Linked DNA regions of Sus scrofa: region 2 is linked to region 1. Evidence: chromatin contacts called from public HiChIP or PLAC-seq data. All regions are on one chromosome and are shown on one strand. The core of a region is the stretch at or near the end of the contact, and the rest is flanking DNA. Distances in the headings are between cores, read along the strand shown.

The links. HiChIP or PLAC-seq counts read pairs in DNA pulled down with a chosen protein or histone mark.
Region 2: an H3K27ac HiChIP or PLAC-seq map of alveolar macrophages shows a contact between it and region 1. The contact joins the promoter of BCL2L12 here to the enhancer-like site in region 1. A contact is called at or near these places in 4 of 47 Hi-C or Micro-C datasets (epiblast stem cells, fibroblasts, heart right ventricle and 1 more) and 2 of 2 datasets of contacts at active chromatin or transcription factors (alveolar macrophages and skeletal muscle).

Annotation. Positions count from the first base shown.
Region 1 is chr6:54,656,854-54,663,535 of Sscrofa11.1, reverse strand. It overlaps PRR12 (proline-rich protein 12), which reads right to left. Exons shown (of 19, transcript XM_003127347.5): 12 at 507-623; 13 at 162-295. Among named protein-coding and RNA genes, the nearest start is that of PRR12, 18 kb to the right of the region's middle. Within about 2 kb of position 4,000, at least 19 of the 83 cell types and tissues checked have an H3K27ac peak or open chromatin away from gene starts, as enhancers often do. A contact at or near this core is called in alveolar macrophages, retroperitoneal adipose tissue and skeletal muscle, where this site is marked.
Region 2 is chr6:54,702,536-54,709,217 of Sscrofa11.1, reverse strand. BCL2L12 (bcl-2-like protein 12) reads right to left here and starts at 2,765. Exons shown (of 10, transcript XM_013998657.2): 1 at 2,636-2,765; 2 at 2,327-2,361; 3 at 1,951-2,139; 4 at 1,898-1,949; 5 at 1,095-1,209; 6 at 735-877. The coding sequence starts at 2,765. IRF3 (interferon regulatory factor 3) reads left to right here and starts at 3,139. Exons shown (of 8, transcript NM_213770.1): 1 at 3,139-3,303; 2 at 4,011-4,182; 3 at 4,268-4,338; 4 at 4,979-5,165; 5 at 5,266-5,330; 6 at 5,333-5,645. The coding sequence starts at 3,139.

The DNA.
Region 1 (6,682 bases), core at 2,751-5,250:
ATGGTTTCTAGTTGGATTCGTTTCCGCTGCGCCACAACAGGAACTCCCATTATGCACTTCAAAATGGTTAGTTTTATGTTATGCAAATTTCCTTGCACGTTTCATCCCCTTGCCTGCTGGCCCTGCCCACCCCATTGCTCCCCTGGCCCCATGGACGGTACCTGACGGGCACCGGTGGCCGGTGCCAGGGTTTCCGAGCACAGACCCTCACGTAATCCTTCTTGTTGACGTTTTCCAGGAACTTGACATAAAGGCGCTGGTACCGGTTCTTTGCATCCCCAAAATACCCCAAATACTGGGGGGGAAGAAGCACGTGAGAAACACCTCCATCTGCCCCAGCCCGGCAGCCCAATACCCAGGATCCCCACTGCCCTGGACCAGCATGGCAGCCCCCCCGGGACCCGGGGTAAATCAGAGCCCGGTGTGAGGGGGACCCCAGCTTCCATGCTCCCGCCCTGGGCACCCCCGCCCCCACCCCGCATCCTCGCCCCCCTCTGCAGGCTCACATTACTGGTGGCACAAAATTGCCGCTGCCCGTCCTTGATCTCTGGAGTGAATTTCTGCAGCAGCGCCTTCTGGACTCGCCAGATGGGTGGGGGCTCCCGTCCTGTCTGCAGCGCCAGCTGAGGAGGGAAGAGCAAGGCAGGCAAGGTCAGCCTCTGTTCCTGCCCTTCCCGACCCAATTCTTGGCCCTCGTCCTCCCTCTACACCCCCTTAGAGAAAAGGCATCGTCCTCAATAAGCATCAAGGAGCAGCCAGCGGACAGATAACTTCTGGCCTCCTGATGTTCCCAGGGGAAGCGGCTCGAGTCTGGCCCCGCCTTCCTACAACAGGCCAAAGACAGAGCTTCCGTGACTTACCGGGGGTGGGGGGTGGTCCCCACCCCGATTACAACCTATCGTAAGTTGAAAAGCATCTTAAGTCAAAAACTGAATGCACCTAACCTCCCAAACATCACAGCCCAGCCGACCTTCCATGTGCTCACAACGCCTTAGCCTGCAGTTGGGCAAACTCACCTCGACACAAAGCCTATGTTGTAAGATGGGGGTGGGGGGAGAGTTCCTGTCGTGGCACAGTGGTTAATGAATCCGACTAGGAACCATGAGGTTGCGGGTTCGATCCCTGGCCTCACTCAGTGGGTTAAGGATCCACACTGCCGTGAGCTGTGGTGTAGGTTGCAGACGCGGCTCGGATCCCGCGTTGCTGTGGCTCTGGTGTAGGCTGGTGACTACAGCTCAGATTCGACCCCTAGGCCTGGGAACCTCCATATACTGAGGGAGCGGCCCTAGAAATCACAAAAAAAAGAAAAAAAGAGAAAAAAACCTCAAAGTACAGTCTCCATACTCAGTGTGTATCGCTTCTGCGTGGCCATCAAGTTGAAAAATCCTACACTGACCCATAGGGACCATCTATATGCTCAAATCAGGCCATTCATTCTGGGCTACCAGGTTGTTTTGTGGGGCTTTCTTGGCTGCCCCCACAGCATACAGAAATTCCCGGGGAAGGGGACTGAACCCCCGCCACAGCAGTGACCTGAGCCACTGCAGTGACACCACCAGATCCTTAATCCCCTGGTTCTCAGGTTTTAGTTGTTACATCTTTACAGTGTGATGGTACCCGACATCCTCATGACTCATAAAAATGACGAAATCTGGGAGTTGCCTTGTGGCAGGGCGGGTTAAGGATCCGGCATTATCACTGCAGCAGCTCAGCTTGATCCCTGGCCAGGGAACTTCCACATGCCATAGGCATAGCCAAAAAAACTAAATCTGAGCACCCACAGCACTGTCAATCAACGATACTTAAAAAAACAAGTCACCAGATTGATAAACGGAAAATACGGACTTTGGCTCACGTGTGTAACATAAAAGTTGTTTGTGAACTTTTTGTGTATTTGCTAAAAAGTACTAGTGAAAGAAACACATCTCTGCCTCTTGTAAAATGCCTAAACAACATTAATCCTTATTTATTTATTTATTTGTGTATTTATTTTTTAGGGCCGCACCCGTGGTATATGGAGGTTCCCAGGCTGGGGGTCGAATCAGAGCTGCAGCTGCCGGTCTACCCCACAGCCACAGCAACACGGGATCCGAGCCGCATCTTCGACCCACACCCCAGCTCACAGCAACGCCAGATCCTTAACCCACTGAGCAAGGCAAGGGATCGAAACCGTATCCTCACAGACACTGTTAGGTTCTTAACCCACTGAGCTACAACAGGAACTCCAGGCAACATCCATTCTAACAGAGAAATAAAACCTTGCTCCTAAAGCGAAAAAAATCCGAGCACCCACCTACCCAGCATCTTCTGGATGTGGGGTTAGGCCCCAGCCCCACTGTACAGTGGTGAACAAGAGCCACAAAGCCTTTTTTTTGGGGGGGGTCTTCATTACAGAGATAATAAGACAGACAAGCAAATGAAACAGGGCGATGCTGAGGCTTGTGCTAAGAATAAACGGGTTGACGGGTTACCTGAGAGCACTGATTTTTGTCAGCCTGTCCAGGGCACAGTGACAGAAAGGCTCCCCCCAGCTCCACTTCCCCTGGCACACTCAGATCCCCAGCCCAAGGCCTGTGTGGCCCCAGCTGGGCAAAGGGAACCCGGGTGTGTCGCACCCAGCATGTGCCATCAGGGAGTGAGGAGAGTAGCAGGGGAGCCAGATGTAGACCCAAAAATGTAACAGCTCACGTCGAAAGGTACTAATGACAGGTGCCCTAGGAGCCTAGGAGGAGGAGGGCTCTGAACTCGATCTGAATCTGAGAAAAACGCTTCCTCGAAGAAAGGAGTCCTGGGAAGACTAAGTCTCCTATGAGGGGCTAGGTGAGGGCTAGGAGCCGGCAGGTAAAGCGTGTGACAGCTGTGGCACGGGTAAGAAAAGCATCAGAACATACCGGGAAATGTGTCCTGGGCTTCGTGCTAGCCCAGAGAGGAAGGAGGGCCAAGCCCTCGCATTCAAAAGAATCCACAGTCAAGTGACAAAGAGGATTCAGGTGTAACTCCGATGGATTAATCGTGGCTGCCCTGACACTAGGCTCGGCAGCTGTAAGTGCTGGGATCAATTAGTGATGTCTGCCCCTGGCAGCAGCTGGTGCCCTGAAGCCCAAGGGCCAGGTTCTGGGTAGCTACTCTTGGTTTCCTGTCAATTGCTTTCACATCCACGATTTTTCACATCCCTCAGATCAATCCAGGGAACACCTAGGAGAAGTTACAACAACCTGATGAAAATGAGGTCTGGAAAGGTTCTTGGCTTAAGTCTCACTGCACAAGAGTGAGGCAGGATGAGACAAGGATACGGGCGTGCCGAGCCCAAGTGCTTTTCTCCAGGACCCCACGGTTCTCGGTCCTCCCTCCTGGCTCCTCAGAGAGCCAGGTCAGAGGCATGAGGATTAAAAAGTCCTTTTCAGGTCCTTTTAGGGACTCACAGTTCCTTTAAGTCCTGCCCTGCTCTGAAACCTTCCAGCGCCCCAGTGCAGATCCTACAGCTTGGCACAGATATTTGGCCTCAGGTTCCTTCCTCCCTCCCCTGCCCGGCAGGCCACCCAGACCCGCAAAGCTCAGGACACAAGCCCCACTTGCTGAATTCCAGGTTTCTGCAAATGCAGAGCTGCCCACCCCCCACTAGGGGTGTGTCGTTTTCTCTCTCAATATGGAAATAATATTCCCTGTTCCAAGTTTTTGAAAAATCCACCAGAGGACGCTCTCCCTATTTCTGCCCACGGCCTATCTTCCTCCTCTAAGGCATCAGCTCATTCTCTAGCTGGACTCGAGGGCCCCTGGGCTCACCACATCCCGATTAAGCTTGGCTTCTTTCCCAAAACCACTCTTCCTCCCAGGATCCCGCCATCCCCGCCCTGGTCATCAGGCCCTGGCATCATCAGCCTTGCCTGCTCCCCAACCAGAGTCAGTTAGTCCCAAAGCCACGTCCTTCCTGCCTCTCCTCTTGTCAATCATATCACGGATCACACCCACTTCCCTTTAGTAGGGAAGTTGCCTGACCCTATTCAGTAGACGCCACCAGTGATTGGAGGAGACCTGACAAGGGGCCGCCCATCGACAGGCATATCACAAACCCCACCTTGACCCCAAATGATGTGCTGGACCAATCAGATTCTCTCCTGGGAATCTCAACTATAACAAGCTGAGGCAAGGGTGGTAAGGAGCAGGATGTGAGTAAGTGAGCTAGAAGCGCCCAGACTGGTGTTAAGAAGAAAGCTGGACTCAGACACAGAGGAGTCAGTGTCACAGAACTCAGGCAGTGGACAGACTGCCATCCGGACTGCACACCTCCCCAGCCACCGCCAGACCACCCAAATTCTCAAGCAGGCACCCAGGGATCTCACCCCAGGATGATCTGGGCCCTGCCCACCTTCCCAGCCTTCAAGCTCGCTGTCCAGCCACTCAACCCCTTGCACCCCTACACATCACAAATATACACGCCTCACCACAGGGCCTTTGCACAGACTGCTCTCTCTGCCTGGACCACCCTCCCCACATTTTTCTCCATCCAGCAGACGCTTCAATGCTCAGTTTGCATTCTGCTAAATCTTCAACATCTCCAAGAACTGGGAATTAATATTATCACTCCCCTTTGGGGGGAGCTGAGGCAGAGAGAGCCCTAACCCTATACTGTCCGATTCAGCAGCTCCTCCCAGACCAGTGGCTTTGTGTACTTGAAATGCAGCTCATTGAGTCCACAGAGTGTAAAAGACACGCTGGATTTCAAAGGCTTGGTGAGCAAGGAGGAACGTAAAACATTGCATTAACTTTTTCTACACTGACCACATGCTGAAATAATCCTTTAGATAAGCTAGGTTCGAGAGAATACATCCCTACTGCTAATCTCATCTTTAAACTTTCTTAAAAATGTAGATATGAGACAGTTTCAAATGACATCCATGGCTCATATAATATTTCTATATCATATCATATTCATATGATATTTCTATTAGACTGCCATTGTTCTATGACAAATTATAGCCTGTGGGGCACCCCCCCCCCCCGCTTTTTTTTAAAAGGTGGCTCTTTCGGCACATGGAAGTTCCTGGGCTAGGGGTAAAATTGGAGCTGCAGCTGCCCGCCACCACCCCAGCCACCGCAACATTGGATCAAGCTGCATCTGTGACCTACACTGCAGCTCGAGGCAACACGGGATCCCTAAGCCACTGAGCGAGGCCAGGGATGTAACCTGTATCCTCATGGACACTATGTCGGGTTCTTAACCCACTGAGCCACAATGGGAACTCCCTGTGGCCCATTTTTTTTATAGATCTTTGAGCTAAGAAAGGTTTCTACATTTTTAAAGGATTGTGAAAAAGAAAAACAAAACAAAACAAATCCAAGAATGTGGCAGAAACCCTAAGCAGCTTGCGAAGCCTGAAATATTCACCCTCTGGCTCTTTACAAAAATACGTTTGCCAAGCTGTGCACTAGAGATTTGCTCTGGGCCACAGAGACGAGTAACAGCTGCGAAGTTCATAGGGCACCTTCAGGGTCACCTACCATCAGTGTCGCCGCCAGTGTCAGAGCACTGGCCGTCGAGCCTGAGTCCACCAATTGCATGAAGGGAACATCACTCCGTTTTACAGCTGAGAAAACTGAGGCTCAGCTCTAGTTCGGAAGTGCCAGAGAGTCAAGTCAGTCAGGTTAATGGCAAAGCTGAGCTCCTAAAAACCACGCCATCGGCCTGCCCTGAACGAGTCCTCCTCTGCATGCGTGGCTCGATTCTGGGGCTGTCAGTCCCCCATCCCCAACACACGCTCCTGTTGTATTTTAAGCATCTGAGACCTGGACTGGCCCCTTCCCCTGCCCCGTGCCAGCGGGGAGGGGGTATCCAATGGCCCCGGCTCCAATCCCAGCTTGGCACCCGCCAACCCAGTGATTCTCTCTCTCTGGAGATTGGGAAAGCTCACGGTCTCTGCCCCAGAGCCCTGTCCATCTGGGCGGTGCTGGGCGCCCAGCAGCAGCATCCATCGATGCTGGACAGAACATACACAGCATGGAATTCCCTGGTGAACTAGCCCTTAGGACTCGGTGCATTCACCGCCATGGCCTGCATTCACGCTCTAGCTGGGAACTGAGATTCCACATCAAGATGCTGCATACCACGGCCAAAAAAATAACTAAAATAAAGAATACACACAGAAGAGTGCCGCTGACTCTGGTGCAGAGAATTTGAGCTCCCAAGGCCAGCAGAACTGGGTCCAGGTCCCAAGCTGTGGAAGCCAGAGAAGGCAACCTTAGCCTCTGAGCCTCAGTCTCCCACCTTGTAAAAGGGAGAAAATAATCCCTCTAAAGGAAGGCGATTACATGAAGTTCCCATCCATGAGGTTGTGGGTTTGATCCCTGGCCTCGTTCAGTGGGTTAAGGATCTGGCAATGCCAGGAGCTGTGGTGTAGGTCGTAGACATGGCTCACATCTGATCCCTGGCCTGGGAACTCCACATGCCACGGGGTGGCCAAAAGAAAAAAAAAAAAGAAAGAAAAGAGATCACGGAGATAAAATTTAGGAGTTCTCTTGTGGCACAGTGGGTTAAGAATCCAACTACAGCGGCGTGGGTCACTATGGAGGTGCGGATTGGATCCCTGGCCTGGCACCGTGGGTTAAAGGATCTGGTGTTGCCGAAGCTGTGGCTTGGACTCAATCCCTGCCCTAGGAACTTGCATATATCGTGGATAGGGCCATT
Region 2 (6,682 bases), core at 1,516-4,015, 47 kb before region 1:
AGCAGCCAGGGAATTATGGCTGAAAATCAGGTCTCCTGCCTCTCTACTGGGGGCCCTGGTGGCTACAGAAGCCCTAAGGGCAGGGAAGCACATATGGGAAGAGAGATTAACAAAGAGAAAGGGACCAAAAGCCCTCCTGATGTCAGCTCACAGAAGTGACAGAGAGCAATCTAATTGGGGGTCGGGGGTGAGGGTAGGTGCTGGAGATCCCCCAAAGCTACCCCCTTAGCTGAGTGATTTGGGGGGGGAGGGGCACACCCACAGCACATTGAAGTTCCCGAGCCAGGGATCAAATCCAAACCACAGCTGTGGCAATGCAGGATCCCGAACCCACTGTGCCAGGCTGGGGATTGAACCACGTCGCCCTAGAGACAATGCCAGATCCTTAACCCACTGCACCACAGTAGGACTCCCTGGCTGATTTTTTTTCTTTTTGGGGCCGCACCCACAGCATATGGAGGGTCCCGGGCTAGGGGTCGAATCGGAGCTATAACTGCTGGCGTATTCCAAGCCGCATTTGCGACCTACACCACAGCTCACGACAATGCGGGATTCTTAAACCACTGAGTGAGGCCAGGGATCAAACCCGCATCCTCATGGATCCTAGTCTGGTTGGTTAACCACTAGGTCACTCCTGGGCTGAGTGATCTTAAACTAGTTCCTCACCCTCTCTATGCTTTAAGAATCAAAGTTCCTGGTCCTGTCAGTTCTTGGGTGACTGAGGGAGAGCTTACCAGGCTCTGAACCATAGCAGGGCCGGAGGGGCAGGGAGCAAGGCCGAGGGGACTCAGGGGGAACTGCTCCTCGCCCCAGGGAGCAGGGAAGACATCTTCGAAGGCGGCTCAGGAAATCTGTCTGCTCCTCCTGGGCAGGGCTCCTGGGGAAAGGGACCGCGGAGTGTGACTCAAGGCCCTCGGCAAGCAGTCCTTTTGTCCTCTCACTGAGGGCATTTCCCTGCAACCCGCAGGACAAGGAGGAGAGCCAGATATAAAGGGAGGGGAGGCGGGGAGAGAAAGACTGAGTCCGGGGACCAGAGTTCGAGAGGAGCCCACCCCCAATGCAGTTTCCTCAGGGAGGAGGGCAACACCTCTTACCTGGGTGGGGACAGAATGGGCGAGCCGGCAGCCTCATCCCGCCTAAGGAAGGCAGCTAGGACCTTCAGAGTGTCCTCCCGGAGCGCCAGCTCTTCAGAGCCTGCCATGGAGGCACCTATAAGAGAAGGAGCTGGGGATGGACTCCAGGGTTCAGCAAGAACTGCCGGCTGGGGGCCCAAATTGCTAGTCCCGGAATGAGAAGTGTGGTGCCGTCAGGATTCATGCGTGCCCAAGGGAGGAAGGGGCTGAGAGTCTGGATTCCCAGGTTCCTTACAGAAGTTGGGGTCTGGGGGCCCAGACACTTGAGTTCTCAGAAGGAGGAGAGGGATGAGGGCAAAGACATCCTGATCCTGGGAGAGGAGAAAGCTGGGGATTTGGATTTGGGGTCCAAGGGAGGAGGGGACTGGGGGCCTGGACTCTTGGTTTTCGGAGTAGGGGGCTGGGGGTCTGAACTCTTGAGTCTAAGAGAGAAGGAGACTGGGGCCTCAGATCCCTGAGTCCCCGAAGGAGAAGGAGGCTTGGGGCTCTGACTTCTCCATTCTGAAAGTATATGCCAAGCTATTCAAGTCCGTAGAGGATCAGGAACTACGATTCCCAGCAGACTTCGTAGCAAACATTCCCCTCCGTCCGTTACTTGTTCGCCGCGCAGCCTGCTGGGAGGTGTAGTTCCACTCTGACTCGGGCTGGAATTTGGGGGAGCCGGGACACGCAGATGTCGGGGAAGCGTGACTGGGCTACCTGCTCCTAGATCCCGGCCCCCTTTTCTTCCCTGCTCACCTAGCTCTCCCTCACCTCCCGCTCACCTGGTCCCGGGCCCCGCCGCCGCCGCCTCCTCCACTGAACTTGTATAAACTTTCCTTAGGGCGACTTTCCCGCGCCTGCGCAATGACTGTACCGGCTAGGAGCCGGCCCAAACGTGGAAGGGGCGGGGCGATGAGGCCCGCCTAATTTGCATAGAACGCTCCCAGCATGCCCGTGGTCGGAAGACCTAAAAAGGGCATGATGGGCGGGGGAGTTTTCCCGGCTCACTGTACCGCCTCTCTGGCTGTCGAGTCGATAATCCTAACGACGTTAAAGTCGTTTTTATTTCAAGAAATCAACAGAAAACAAGTCCCACCTCTAAAACTCAGCTGACGAGAAGTGGGGTGTGCGGCGGCGAGTTCGAGAGCTACGGGGCTTCAAACGCAGGAGTGGGTTTTCTGGGTTTCTGGGTTCCTGGGTTCCCGGCGCACCTCCTCCCGGCACTCTACGCGCCTCGACCCACTACCTAGGTAACGCGGAAAAGCGGGGGAGTTGGTGGCGTCCAGTAGTGAAGAATGGGACGGAGGAAGGATGCGTCTGCCTTGACAGTGGGGAAGGGGGTTTGTGTACGCTGGGGAAAGTGAAGCGAGAAGGAAAGGAAGTGAAGCAATGGCTGGCTGTAAAACAAAACTTAGAAAAGTAGTTGGTAGGAGAGAAGAGGAGGTGTCCACACTGGGGTATCTAGGGGAGAGAAGGACTCTGTGAATGAGAAGCGATCCACTCTGGGAAGTGGGGCGTGCCGCGGAGGAGGGAGGCCGTCTGTTTGGGAGGAACTGTGGTTGGTCGGTCTATGAGTGAGGGGTTCTGGGGAGCGGGGGGAGCTACACTGGAGTTGAGTGTGGGAGGTAGAGGTCTGCGAGTCCCTAGCATGTGCACGGCAGTAACGGGAGGGAGGCGTCTACCCTGGAGATAAGAGTACCTGCACTGTGTGATGTGGGGGAGGGAAGGGCTTTCAGTGGAGTGGGGAAGGTCTACACTGGCGGAATTGAGGAAGGTAGAATTGAGGGAGGTAGAGGTATGTAGATAAAAGAAGCTGGGGAAAGGAGAGGGGTTTTGGAGGGACTCCTCTCTGAATTAGGGAGCCTCTCTGGAGGATGGGAGGTCTCCTGTCTGTACCCCAGGAGAATAGAGGTGAGGACCCTGCGCCGTGGCGCTTGAGAGGGAGGTCTGGGTTCGGAACCTTCCAACTGGGTGGGCCTGGGAGTCCGCCTATATCCAGGAACTGTCCCCGGCGCACAGGCCCATGGGAACTCAGAAGCCTCGGATCCTGCCCTGGCTGATATCTCAGCTGAACCAGGGGCAACTGGAGGGCGTGGCCTGGCTGGATGAGGGCCACACGCGCTTCCGCATCCCTTGGAAGCACGGCTTGCGGCAGGATGCCCAGCAGGAGGACTTCGGCATCTTCCAGGTGCGCGCGCGCCGGGCCCGGGGACTCCAAGGGGACGGGGCCGAGGGATGGGATCAGCTCGACCGCGCGGCCCACGCTTATTCTGGCAGGTGGGGGTGGATGGAGTTAGAACTGGGAGGGGCGAAGTTAGTACGACGCGCAGATGGGCGTCTGACAGCCGTGAGGATTGGAGCCGCCAGGTCCCAGGAATAGAACCGGGCAAGTGAAGGAAATGCATCCTGGGGTGGGAGGGGAGTGGTGGTGGTAGGGAACCCCCTGGGGTGGGGCTTTTGGTTGTAGAATTCTGGGGGCGGACCTTGGAATATTAGAGGCAAGACTCGACCCTGAAGCCGAGGTTGCCACGGAAGTAGGATATGCCGGTGGTGTTAAGCCTAATGACGAAGAGTGTCCTGGGGCAGCGCACTGGCAGTTAGACACCCATTAGGACCAGGAGGCTGGCTTAGAAAGCAAATGTTTTTGAAGGGTGGAGGTAAGGGGGATTTGGGGCACAGAGAATTCCAGAGCTTGGGGATGAGAACTAAGTTAGAACGTGCAAAGGGAATTGGCACAATATTGTAAATCAACTATGGTTTCAAAAACAAAAACAAAAACAAAACCTGCCAGGGGAGGGCAAGGTGGTGTTAGGACAAGAGGAGCCAAGGTTAGGACCCCTGGGGGCAAGATTTAAGTCATCCTCTTCACTATCTTGGTACCACTGGTCCCCCCAGGCCTGGGCCGAGGCCAGTGGTGCCTACACTCCTGGGAAGGATAAGCCCGACCTGCCCACCTGGAAGAGGAATTTCCGGTCTGCCCTGAACCGGAAAGAAGCATTGCGTTTAGCAGAGGACCACAGCAAGGACCCCCACGACCCACACAAGATCTATGAGTTTGTGACCTCAGGTGTGCTGAAGTGAGGCTTTGCTTGGAGGGATGGGATTTCGGGTGTCCCCAGAGCCCCTACTCCACTCACCACCTTTCTCGACAGGAGTTGGGGACTTTCCTGAGCCAGACACCTCTCTAGACCTCAGTGGCAGATACAGTACCTCTGATACCCACGTAAGAATGCGCCCCGACCGTCCTGCGCTCAGCCCCTGCCTCATGCATCCTCAGGGGCCTAGCGAGGCCACCATCACTCCAGGCTCCACTCTCTCCCTGCAGTCTGCCCCCTACCTGACCCATGGCTGACCCTGTCCCTCCCCTGCTCACAGGCCTCCCACTGGCCTCCCAGCATCCTCAGGAGAAAATGTGGAGCTTTCACCAGGCATTTAAGACCCTCACCCACTTTTCTAGGACTTCACAGCTTCCCTCCCTGCACAGGGTACCTCAGCCTCTTGGCAACCGAGACCCTCCCTACCCTTGATCTTGCTGACGTCTGTGCCAGGGCAGGTCCCTTCTGAAATCCTACCCAGGCTTCTCTGCCCGGGTCTTGCTCGCACTGACCCAGATCCTCGGGGTGGAATTAGCCGCTCCCCTCGGGCTACGGTAGTGCCCAGCCTGTGTACAAGCTGTGTATATTCCACCGCCTTGGCTGGTGGCTGGGTCTCCCTCAGACTAGAATCCCCTTAAGGGCAAAGCTCAGGTCTGTGTCCTCTTTGGAGGCACGGCTCCACACCGCTGAGCACAAGGCCTGGTCCCCGTGAAGTCTCCAGAAAAGGCCGTGGAAATACCTGGCCGCTTTTTTTTTTCCCCTCTCCAGGAAGACAGTCTGGATAAGTTACTAAGTGGCATGGACTTGGCCTCGGATGCAGGGCCCCCGAGCCTGACCCTGGCCCTCGAGCAGCCCCCTCAGCTCTCCCTGAGCCCCAGTGTAGACGCCCCCGCTTCTTGCCCCAACCTGGGAGTCCGTGAAAACCCACTGAAGCAGCTGCTGGCGAATGACGACGGTGAGTGCCCGCTGTGGGCTGGGCGGGGCTGGCACGGCCCGCGGCCCCTGACACTCCCTCCTCTCTCTCCGCTCATGTCCCTGCTGCCGCTGCTGCTCAGAGTGGGAGTTCCAGGTGACCGTCTTCTACCGGGGCTGCCAAGTCTTCCAGCAGACTGTCTGCAGCCCGGGGGCCTGCGGCTGGTGGGATCCGAGGCCGAGGACGGGACGCTGGCCGGGCAGCCAGTGAGACTGCCAGACCCCGCAGCCTCCCTGACGGACAGGGGTGTGGCGGACTACGTGCGCCGGGTGCTGAGCTGCCTGGGCGGGGGGCTGGCTCTGTGGAGGGCGGGGCAGTGGCTCTGGGCCCAGAGGCTGGGGCACTGCCACGTGTACTGGGCCATGGGCGAGGAACTCATCCCGGACAGCGGTCACAAGCCTGACGGTGAGGTCCCCAAGGACAGGGAAGGAGGCGTGTTCGACCTGGGGCCCTTCATCGAAGGTGAGTGCGGCGGCCTTGGCCCTGCCGTGGAAGCGGCAGGCTGCGGGGCTCCAGACCTCCGGGGTCAGGGGGTGGATCAAATTCAGAGCCTCTGCTCTGCTTGTGGTTGAGCCTGGGAAGGCAAGGACTGCTTGGAACCTGTAAAGTCTCTTCTCTCTCCTTACCTGCTGGGAGCTGGCAGGGGGCAGGGGGCCCAGTGCACAGCAGGTGCTCAGGCAGTTCGCTGCTTTCGTTGTTGTCGTCATCACCACCACCAGTTATGGTGGAGAGACAGACGCAGGAGAAAAACTCCTGCGGGGCTTTGTTATCCAACTAGAACTTTCTGCCATGATGGAAATGCACTGCATGCACTGCCCAGCGTGGCAGCCGCCAGCTGCAGAGTGGCTACTGAGGACGTAGATAAAGGGCATGCAAAGGAAGAAACGAGCTTTAAGTTTTAGTTAACTTTTTTTTTTTGCCATTTTAGAGCTGCACCTGAGACATATGGAGGTTCCCAGGCTAGGGGTCCAACTGGAGCTGTCACCACAGCCACAGCCACGCCAGATCCGAGCCACGTCTGCGACCTACACCACAGCTCACGGCAACGCCGGATCCATAACCCACTGAGCAGGGCCAGGGATGGAACTAGCGTCCTCAAGGATACTAGTTGGGTTCGTTGCCGCCAAGCCACAATGGTAACTCCCAGTTTTCGTTGATTTTAATTAGATACAATTAAAACTTAACTAGCCATCATGGCTCATGGTTATATATTGGACCAGCCTGAACTTGAGGGGTTCAAGAGCAGGAAGCACCAACCACATGTCCTCCAGACTCACTCAGCATCCTTGGGGGAGCAGGCTCCCCTTCTGGGCCTGTATCCCATCCAAATGCTGAGGCGGGGAGCGGGGGGACGGCAGCAAAGCAGCCCCTACAGCCCTACCCTGATGGAAGGGAGAGAGGGGGAACACTAAAGTTGGTGCCAGAACTGCAGGGACTTTTCCCAGGTCAACAGCCCCTGGTCATGGTGGCAGAGGTAGGTTGGGCTTTGAACCAGGGGA